Linked DNA regions of Mus musculus: region 2 is linked to region 1. The links are chromatin contacts, called in public HiChIP or PLAC-seq maps. All regions are on one chromosome and are shown on one strand. The core of a region is the stretch at or near the end of the contact, and the rest is flanking DNA. Distances in the headings are between cores, read along the strand shown. Region 1 has its middle 11 kb from the start of Gm38509. Region 2 has its middle 14 kb from the start of Gm35425.

Region 1 (5,569 bases), core at 1,717-4,216:
CTAAAGGTGGTTTTTTTTTTTTTTTTTTTTTTTTTTAGTGGAGGGAAGTTTTGTGTCTCTGTAACAGTCTGTTCTAGAACTCACTTTGTAAACCAGTAAACCCAGCTGGCTCCAAACTCACAAAAATCTGTCTGCTTCTGCCTCCTAAGTGCTGGGATTCAAAATGTGCACCACCATGTCCATCTCTTAGACATTTTATAAAGACTTTAAAATGCATACACATATGTATTCAAGGATTTTTTTTTTAAAAGTTTTTCAAAACAGGGTTTCTCTGTGTAGCCCTGGCTGTCCTGGAACTCACTCTGTAGACCAGGCTGGCCTGGAACTCAGAAATCCTCCTGCCTCTGCCTCCCAAGTGCTGGGATTAAAAGTGTGTGCCACCACGCCCGGCTGTATTCAAGTTTTTAATCCTTTAAAATGACTTGTGGTGTATGTGTGTGGGTGGATGGACATGTGTGAACCATGACACTTGAGATCTGAGGACAACTTGCTGGGGTCCTTGTCACCACCTTGTTCGTGGTGATAGAATTCTTATCATCTGTCTCCTAGGCAAGCATACTTACTACCCACTAGGCTATTTTGCCAACCATGAAATGAAGATGTTAATTAAGGTTGTTGATACATTTTGTTTTGTTTTGTTTTCAAACACTTCTCTCTCTGTAGCTCAGGCTGTCCTGGAACTCACCAGGCTGGCCCCAAACTCAAAACAATCAGCTTCCAGAGTCGGGATTACAGGTTTGAGCCATAGCATCTGGCCAAGGAATGATACATTGAACTAAGATCATTTAGGTATATATTTGATCACGAGAAGAACTATTATTAACAATAAAGACCATTCATGCCAGGGGAACCTTGACAATCAGGAGTTTGAGATCATTCACAAAATACTTTATTCCATCTACTGGATTGATTTTTTGGGGGTGTTTTCAAGACAGGGTTTCTCTGTGCATCCCGGCCTGTCCTGGAACTCAATCTGTAGACTAGCATGGCCTCAATTATTTAATATCCAGTGCTGGAATTAAAGGTGTGTGTCACCATGACCCGTCCCATCCACTGTATTAAGGGCTTTACTGGCCTTGAGCTCACTATTGAAGCCCAGCCTACCTCGAACTCACGGTAATCCTCTTGCTCCATCTTCTTGAGTACTGGGATGACAAGCAAGCACTACCATATCCAAGATTGTTTTCACTCACTCACTCATTCGTTCATTCATTCATTAATTCGTTCAACAGATACATATTTACTGGACACAGTACTGAACAGGGTTGGGAGGGTAAAGTGGTAAGAGAGACTGACAGCGTGTGAGGAGTACTGCGAATGTATTCTGCCAGGTGAGCCCATGCCATGAACTGTGGTTCTGGGGGTTAACCCAAGGCCTCCAGCGTGCTAAGCCAACACACCACCAGTGAGTGGCATCCCCATTCGTTATATAAGTTTCTTGCTGTGTAAGGCAGGGTCTCAATAAGTGGTTCGTGCAGGCCCGGGGTTTCCTGATCTCTTGCCCAAGTGGCTGCTGTGCCCAGCATGTGGGCCCAATTTATTTTCCTACTTTTTCCAGGATGCGCAGATGCAGGAACTATCTTTGGTGTTTCTGTCTTTCTGCCTGCTCACCGCAGTTTCCGCTAACAAAACAAGCCTTTGTGCACTTTGTTTGCAGTGTTGAGAACTGATCACAGGGACGTGGGAGAACCCCTCCCTGGAGCCGCGCGCGGCGACCCTTTCTGTGGATCTGGCTTACTGAGGCTCAGTCCGCTTTGCCACACCGCCTCCTGCTGGCGGCTAGTTGACCTGCCGCGCTTTTTCTTCTGTGCGTCAGATACTTCACCAGGCCTGAGGGTCTTCTCTTTTCTTTTGAAATAGGGCTCAAGGAACCCAGGCAGACTGCAAACTCACTAAGTGGCCCGAAGCTGACTTTGAACTCATGATCTTCTTGCATCCATTTTCGTGGAGCTGGGGTTGCCCATGCATACCACCACACCCAGCTTTCCGAGCCAGATGAGGAGGGGGCTGCATTCTCAGACAACTCTCAGTGGCTAGCTTGCCCTTTGACAAAACTTTGCTAGGAATTTACCACCCCTACCCCCCCTCCCCAGACTCTCCCTTTGTAGCTCCTCTCTTCCCTTCTCTCTCACTTGGCTCCCTGCTCATTTGACTGACAGCTTGGGCAAAGACTCCTCTCCTGCTGAGCTGAGACCCTGAAGAGAATTCCACTAACACGTAAACAAGGTCTTGGCTGACCTTGAACTCACTATGTAGACCCTGCAGGTCTCCTATTCTGACTTCTAAATTCCGGGATTAAAGGCATCACCACGCCTAGTCATTGATATGTCTTATTATTTATTTTATGAGTATGAATATTTTGCCTGTTTGTATGTCTGTGCACCATGTGCATGCCTGGTGCTAATGGAGGCCAGAGGAGGGCATCAGGCCCTCTGGAGCTAGAGTTACAGATGGTTGTGAGCCTCTATGCACATGCTGGGACCAGAACCCAGGTCCTCTGCAAGAGCAGCCAGTGCTCTTAACCACTGAGCCATCTTTTCAACTCCTCAATTTCCATCTTAAATTTTATTTTGTGCTGGGCTAGCCTTGGCTGTATAATAAGACCCAGTTTCAATAAGCAATAAGGTTCATTTTATGTGTGTCTTAGAGGCTTGTATATCACACTGCTTAATCTTTTATTTTGGTGGGGTACAGGACATTGAAATTGAGAGAGGGTTTCTTGTAACTGCAGCTGGTCTCGAACCTGTTTCGTAGCTAAGGCCTCGGATTCCTGATGCTCCTGCCTCAGCCCCCTGAGTGCTATAAAGGTGGGACATACAATTTAATCTTTACTGTGGCCCTTCAAAGTTGGCACCCTGGGATGGTTTAGAAGATGAGATGAAAGGCAGGGAGTTGCAGTCCCTCCGCTCCACCCCTACCGGAAGGCTGCCTTCAACCACCAGGTTATCTCTGGCTTCAAGGTGACCCTGACTGGAAGCAAGACCTAGCTGACTACCTTGGGGCTGTGCTTGGTTTGGTAGAGATTTCTACCCTTCAGGTGTGAGGGAAACCTCAACCTCGTTAATAGAAGAATTTAAGAATGACTCAAATGGAAGGTGGAGGACAATTAGGGTTTAAAAAAAGAACCTGGGATGGGCCAGTTGTAAACCCCCTGGAGCTGCCTAGAGGAAGGAGCTGGAGGAGAGCTTAGAAAACAAAGGGGGAGGTCATGGAAACAGACGGGGAGGTCAGACACCTGATCTGCAAGCAGCCCCAGAGCCAAAGGGAGGGCATGGGGATGAGTGACTAGGATCCTTTCTTCCTTCCTTCCTTCCTTCCTTCCTTCCTTCCTTCCTTCCTTCCTTCCTTCCGTCCGTCCCTCCTTCTTTCCTTCGGTCCTTCCTTCCTTCTTCCCTTCCTTTCTTTTTTTTTAAAGAATAGTTTTTGTATATTTTATATGAAATGGTATTTTGCCTGCATGTCTATATGAAGGCATCAAATTCTCTGGATCTGGAGTTACAGACAGTTGTGAACCTCCACGTGGGTGCTGGGAATTGAACCCAGATCCTCTTTTTTTTTTTTTTTTTTTGAGACAGGGTTTCTCTGTGTAGCCCTGGCTGTCCTGGAACTCACACTGTAGACCAGGCCTCAGAAATCTGCCTGTCTCTGCCTCCTGAGTGCTGGGATTAAAGGCGTGCGCCACTACGCCCTGCCCTAGGATGCTTCCTTAAAAGATAGAAAAAAGAAGAAAAAAAAAAAAAAAAAAAAAAAAGAAAAGTCACAAATGACCAGACTTAGAACCCTCTATGGCTGTAAGCTGCTGCATTAGGGGCAAGGATTCTGGGAAGGTACAAGTTTAATATCTCATTGAAGAACTAAATATTCTGTGCAGGGCAATAGTGGCTTAAGCCTTTAATCCCGGCACTCAGGAGGCAGAGACAAGTAGATCTCTGGCCTACAGAGTGTTCGAGAACAGTCAGGGATGCACAGAGAAACCGTCTCAAAAGACAAATACAATAACCAAGACCAAAACCAACAACCAAACCAAACCAAACCAAACACAAATGCCAAAACAAAAGGCTAAAATATTCCTCCTAACTCTTAGCATTGCTCAAAGTGTGCCTGCTGTCCTAGGGGCAGGCCCTGGGCCAGATTCACCCCGTTTAAGCAGAATATATGTCAGGTCTCCATGTGGGCCAGAGATTTTGCAGATGAGGTATTTTTGACACTAACAGTATAGTACCAGACTGTCATCTCAGCACTTAGGAGGCTGAGGCAGGAGGATTGCAATGAGTTCCAGGTTAGTTCTCTTCAGCAAGACCCTGATTTAAAACCAAAACAAGGCCAAGGTTGAGCTCTAGTTGGCAGAATGCTCATCAGGTAGTTCTTGGAGGCTTTGAATCTGGAATCCCCTAGCCCCAGCCTTCTAGGAGCTAGATTACAAGCAAGTGCTGTTTCTATTAAATACCATGTTTTGGGTTTGGGGAGATGGGCCAGTGGTCAAGAGTGCTTGCTTCTCCTTCAGTGGACCAGACAGACTTCAGTTCCCAGCATCCAGGTTGGGTGGTCCACAGCCCCCTAACATTCCAGCTTCAGGGGAATCTGATACCCTCTGGCCTCTGTGGGCACCTATACACACACACACACATGCACACACACACAAGCTGTCTCTCTCTCTCTCACACACACACAAGCTATGTCACACACACACACACATACACACATGCTGTCTCTCTCACACACACACAGTCTCTCTCTCACACACACACATAAGCTATGTTTCACACACACACATACACACATGCTGTCTCTCTCTCTCTCACACACACACACACACACACATGCTCTCTCTCTCTCTCTCTCTCTCTCTCTCTCTCTCACACACACACACACACACACACACACACACACACACACACACATATACACGCTGTGTGTGGTAGAACGTGTCTTTAGTCTCAGCATTCGGGAGACAAAGGCAGGCAATGTGCCTGAGTTCAAGGCCAATCCAGTCTGTATAATGAATCCCAGGCTGGCCAGAGCTACACAGTGAGCCTTTGTCTCAAAATAATTAATTAAAAAATAAGTTTAATTTGATTTAATAAAAATAATAAAAATAATTATTTTTGTTGTACCAAATTTGACTCCACTCTAGATACTTGAATTTCTCTATGAATAAGGAGGGGCGTGGTGGCGCACGCCTTTAATCCCAGCACTTGGGAGGCAGAGGCAGGCCGATTTCTGAGTTCGAGGCCAGCCTGGTCTACAGAGTGAGTTCCAGGACAGCCAGGGCTACACAGAGAAACCCTGTCTTGAAAAACAAAAACAAAAAACCAAAGGAGGTTCCCCCCACCCCATCACTGCAGTATCTATTAAATTTAGGGCATTTAACATCAATTAATACTATCATTGGCATCTACTTTTTTTTTTTTTTTTTTAAGATTTATTTATTTATTTATTATATGTAAGTACACTGCAGCTGTCCTCAGACACTCCAGAAGAGGGAGTCAGATCTCGTTATGGATGGTTGTGAGCCACCATGTGGTTGCTGGGATTTGAACTCCTGACCTTCGGAAGAGCAGTCGGGTGC
Region 2 (5,569 bases), core at 2,120-4,619, 570 kb after region 1:
ACACTTGAAGGTGGGGCCCCATCCCCGGTGTTTCCCTCTACCGTGTCTCCTGACTTTGACATCACTAGCTTTTGGCTAATTCTAACACTAACATTGTCAGCCTAAGTACTGCAGATGGAGTAAAGCAGAGACCTGGAGGGCCTGGAGAGGTGAGGCTGCTAGCCAGTGTGATCTGATGCTGGGGCTTCCCAGCTACTGTGTCTTTAGTAAGGACCCAGTGGGAATAGTTCTTTCTTTGGGTCCCAGGCTCTTGCCTCCACAAACCTAACCCATAATAATCATCATCATTGTCATCATCATCATCATCAATGTTCATTTCTCAATTTAAAACTGTAATTTACTAAAATAAATAAATACAAATTATATTTACATCTTTATTCTCTTTATTTGTGAAGCAGCCCAGCCCAGGATGAACACGTAAGGATCCATACCTGTTAACTGATTGACCACATCAATATTTACCATCCCTTTCCCTGTGCATACTTGCTCAGGGTTTTCCTGGTTGCCTGTTCTACTTCCCTTCTTGCTGTCTCTTAAACCCCGATTTGTAAAGTGTGGATGCCCATGTTATTTGACTCAACAGACAATGGGCTTGCAGAGAAATGCTTAAACGGGCTTTTCAATCAGGCAATTAATATAACAACGGGTGGATAGATGAAGGAAAGGGCCAAGGCTGCACAGCCTTCATCATTGGCTCTTATAACAAGCTGAATTTACCCAAGTGGCCTCGCTTGAAAAGAGAAACACCAGAGGTAGGTGAGGCAAGGGGCAGCTGCCCCTGCACAAGCCATGGAAGGGGGGTCTTGCTTCTTTGGCTAATTCCGATGGTAGATGTTTTCCTCTTAATTATCACTCACCTTTTAGAAGAAATTTGTACTTTCTAAGCTAAAAAATAAAAGCAAGAGCAATAACACCTACACTTTCCCTTAAACTCTATACATCTTAACTTTGACTAACAGTAAATGTGACTAATCCTCCAGCCACTGAGTATTTATCCAGTTCTTAAGCCGGTGTGTATTTATATCTACAAGTAGACGTCAAGCCATAAAAAGAAAAGAGTAAAATAAGTAAGTAAAATACTTTAAATTAGTTTAGATGGACAGATGGGCTTTGGTTAGTGAAAGTCCCAAGTGAGAATCTTAAGAGTCAACATGTTTGACTGTCAGGTACAGGGGGCGGGGGCGGGGACGGGGGAGGGAGAGAAGGGGTGTCAGGATTCCTTTTCAGACTTATTATTTTGAAAAACAGAGGGGAAAGCCCATGAAAGGAAAGAGATAGATCTTAAGGTTTCCACAAGTCCTGACTGAATTTACTAAGGCAGGTCTCTGTCCCCATGAGTCACATGCCAGGCATGGTTCTAGGGACTGTCTGTTCTCAGGTGGGAAGAGAACACTACCTGCCCTATGTGAAGCTTAGCTTGTATATTACCCCCTTCTTCACTAAGAGTGAATTAATTGGACACTGTGCCTTTTAGTGAGCTCTTTTCTTTGGCTCCTTATGACTGTTCAGTGGTCTACGAAGAGGAGGCAGAGCAGGGTGAGGTACTGAGGGAGGGATATAATCCAGTCCTCCACAAAACCTCAGTCCATTGTGTAGGAAGGGCTAGCCAGGATGGCGCCCGTGCATTTCCTTCAGGGTTAGGAACGCTCATCACAAATGGTTCACTGTTGACATTTCCATCAACCCATTCCTGGATAATGAAGAGTTATTACTTCAATAGTTACTGTCATAATACGCTATTGTAGAGCATCTCACACATTGAGCTAGATCATTCATTGTCAAACGCAGTTTCTGAAACACTGTGAAAAGTATCCGCATATAAAGATGACTAGCAACGTGGCAACATGGTGGTTTGGTGGTTTCTCAATGGGTCTGAGCAGGTTGTACATAACAAATGTGTATGTGTGTGTTGGTGTGTTAGGGGATACTTTTCACACACACACATCACCCACACACTATTGTTGAGTGTCAAAAAAAAAAAAAAAAAATAGAGCCCAGGGTCTTGAGTACTAGGCAAGTACTTTGCCAACGAACTCCATCCCCAAGGTTTTAGCTTGGTTTTGATATCTTACAACTATGTAGCTCCAGGTTAGCCTCAAAATTGCAATCTTTGTCTCTACCTTCTCATCGGAGCACTATAGGCATATCCAGCATTCCCAATATCGTACAATAATCATTTTCAGTCTCGCTTATGGATTGTTGTATATGGGTTGTATTTCCTCATCTATGAGAAGTTTGTAACTTTTATAACAGCGCTGTATTCCAGAAAATTGTATATTCTTAAAAAAAAAAAGAAACATATCCCAATAGTATCTAATGTAAGTTCCATTAACAACGCATTTAAAGTATTTGTAAATCAACCAAGATGCTCTCCTAACCTGAGAGAGACAGATGTAGAACTAAATAGATATGAAAAAAAGCATGTTTTAAAAGAGGAAAGAAAAAAGTGACTTGATATGCTTTCTTTCATTTCAGTGAATTTCTTCCAATCTGAACAACACACACACACATACACACACACACACACACACACACACACACACACACACACACACTTCTTAGAAAAAGTACAGGTTATTTTGCAGTGAGAGAAAATGAATAATTGTGTAACTCATAGACAGAATCAGTCTGTCACCAATTGGCAACAGAGTCAATGGTTAATTATCTGCAAAGACTTGTCACTTCTCAACCTTCTAGTCAGCAATAAAAAAAGAAGCCTACTCTAATTAGTAAAAAATAATTTTGGGGTCTTTGTATAAAGCTCTTGGTTTTGTTCAGTTGATTTGTTTCAAAGGTACAATAATTCTCTGACTCCAAAATCAAAGCTAATAGCATTTGCAGTTCTAACTAGGGAACGATTTTCAAGATGGCCTCACTTTCAGAGCAGGATTCCAGCTGTGGTGAGCTGTGGCCATTCAGTCACCTGTGCTGAATAGCAAAGACGGTCCCCTCCCATGAGTTACTCGGGAATAATAAAGGCCCAGACTGAAAAGATACAGAGGAGCTAATATCTGATCAGCGCACAGATGTACACGGAACTGTGAATAGTAACTACAGCTTCCATTTAGGGGAGGAAAAAAAGTCTCCTGACAAATGAGAGTTTGAGTGTATCGCCTCACTTCATTACCTTTGTGCATTTTGGGGGGCCAGAAATGTTAATTTTAATCCATGGAAGACCCGCTAGACGGAAGGTTGGGGACTTGGGTCCAAGCCTGGGTCCCTGCTTGGGCCTCTCCTGGGAATACTGAGCAGTTTCCTTACTGCCGCCTGAGGGGAAGGGTCACGGAAAGGATTTGCAGGGTCCTCATTGAGCCCGCTCCTTGCTGAGAGGAGCTGCCTGCTCCGGGACACCTGGTCATTAACATTGCTAATTAGCAGCCATTAATCAGGGTGCGCGCTTGCTTTTTCTGTTGTTGTTGTTGCTGCACGGTGCTGGCCCCGAGGAACCGAGTGAATAAGAAGATTGTTTCATTACCTCCCCAAGAGGAACGAAAGCAGTTCCCATCAGCTCAAGATGAGATGGATTAAGGGGAAGGTTAGACAACAGTTTGAGATGAACTCGCATTGGAAGGAGGGTGGTGGGGCCAGGAGATCCGGGCTGTCGGCCTCAGGGAGGGAAAAAAAATCAGTCAATTATAACTAAAGAAATTTGCAGTGTAACTCTAAGGACCCTGTGAGAGAAACGCTCACAATGAGAGGTTTGCAGTTTAAGAATTTTGTTTCCCTTCGGGGTTGGAACAGGGGCTTCTCTAAGTTATTTCACATCGCTTTGGTTCTCAGTGAGCTTTAAATTGACTAATTCCTGTTTCTCTCATTCTGAATTCCTTTTTTCTTCCAAATGATCATGAAATCAATTAAAATGTTAAGTAGTTATCACTAAAGCACTTTGAAAAGGGTGTCATCTTTTTACCCAAAAGTGCACATGAACAACAGGCCAGAGGTGACCTAATAAACAACGTAATCCTACAGTTTTTAGAATGAGAATGATAAAACTATGTGGAAGTAAAGACTCTTGATTTGCATATAATGACACTAAAACCAGTAACACATCTTTTTAAAAAGGCTAAAGATAATCAGTGTGTGTAATAAATTGTTAATCCAAATGCAATAAAATGATTGAGCTCTCTGTGGGGAAGTGAAGGGTCACTTGGGCAGAAAGCACATTATATGCATTATAATTTCTAGGAGATGTTTGTCTTGGTAACAGTTTGTGTAACCCAAAGTTGTAATGGTCTCTTTTTAATGCAAAAAAACCCAAAAAAACAAAAAACCCAAAAACCAAAAACCAAAACAAAACCATGCAATAAGAATCATTACTTAATCATCAAGTGGTTATCTGCTCCAAATTAATTTGTTCATTTATGAAATTGTATTCCTCCAAAAGCTACAAAGCAGATTGCGAGTTATATGAGAAGTTCCCGCCCCTGAAGCAACAGAAACACCCAGTGCCACATCTAGCCAGTCCTCTGTGGTGGGTACCAAATGTGCTCTGCTGGAGCAATGAGGGGGAAGCAGGGGTTGCCTAGTACTTATTAGTGCAGTGGCCTCTTTGGGACATGTGTAATAAATATACATTTGCACTTATAATGTGTACCCCTGCACTTTCAAAGAGCCACTGCTCATTCTTGTGCCCTACATTTTTCAAAACAATAGGAGACAAAACCTGTTTTTTATGTACTAATTTGTTCTGTTTGCAAATAACTCTGAAGTTGCTGGGGAAGGAAGCTAGTATGTCAAACTAATACAGGGAGCGTTTCAGTGGGGCTGGAGAGCTGTAATATGATTTCTAGGACTTCATGGGAAAGTTGAATACTCAAGGGGAAATTATAGAAAGAACAGCTGAGAAGAAGTTGCATTCTGGCACAGCAGCATGTAAATGGGGTGCATTCTTCAGTTTTCTCATGACAGATTGCCCCCACCACTGAGCCAAGGCGGCAGTGTTAATGAGGCAGACACATCAATGGGAAGTGTCATCCCAGGGGCTACCAAAGGGGGCGGGGAGTGTGGACCAGGGGAGGTAGAGGAGGAGGAAGGAAGGAAGGAGGGGTGAGAAGAAAGGGGAGCGAAGAGAGGGAGGGGCAACTTGACATTACTTATTAAGGCTAAGCCAGCAAGAAACCAAAGCACCCCAAAGGGAAGGTAGAGACAGAAGGCCAAGATGAACAGAACAAGCCTTAAGATTTCAGATCTGAAAAAGAGTGTAGACTGACCAAAAAATAAATAAATTAAAAAATATATATATATATATATATAAAGGAAGGGCGAGAGAGCTGGGCTGGTGGGGTGGGGGCACTGTCTGCACCAGAAAGAAAAGTAGTTTATTTTCAGTCTGAATTTTGTGTGGGCCCAGATTTTGTATTTGGAAATTTCCAAACTCTGTATAGACTTGCAACTCATGCACCAGAAGTAAGAGACAACTTGCCTGTCATTCTGAATGGCCTCATATCTGAAAATATCAGTCATCGTCACCATCACCACCCCCATCATTTAAATTTATTTACTCAAAGTTAGTTTTGTCAAAAAGAATACTTTTCTTGACATTAAAAATGGTTCCTGAGGTATTTTTTTT

The links. HiChIP or PLAC-seq counts read pairs in DNA pulled down with a chosen protein or histone mark.
Region 2: a contact with region 1 is called in an H3K27ac HiChIP or PLAC-seq map of embryonic stem cells, with 2.7 times the contacts expected there. The contact joins two enhancer-like sites. A contact is called at or near these places in 1 of 39 promoter capture datasets (embryonic stem cells), 5 of 484 Hi-C or Micro-C datasets (all in embryonic stem cells), 8 of 115 datasets of contacts at active chromatin or transcription factors (astrocytes and embryonic stem cells) and 1 of 9 other capture datasets (embryonic stem cells).

The regions. Positions count from the first base shown.
Region 1 is chr3:34,758,340-34,763,908 of GRCm38.p6, forward strand. No RefSeq gene overlaps it. Among named protein-coding and RNA genes, the nearest start is that of Gm38509, 11 kb to the right of the region's middle. RefSeq lists enhancers at 1-4,064, 1-846, 2,684-4,196. Within about 2 kb of position 2,967, at least 14 of the 459 cell types and tissues checked have an H3K27ac peak or open chromatin away from gene starts, as enhancers often do. A contact at or near this core is called in embryonic stem cells, where this site is marked.
Region 2 is chr3:35,329,757-35,335,325 of GRCm38.p6, forward strand. No RefSeq gene overlaps it. Among named protein-coding and RNA genes, the nearest start is that of Gm35425, 14 kb to the left of the region's middle. Within about 2 kb of position 3,370, at least 40 of the 459 cell types and tissues checked have an H3K27ac peak or open chromatin away from gene starts, as enhancers often do. A contact at or near this core is called in embryonic stem cells, where this site is marked.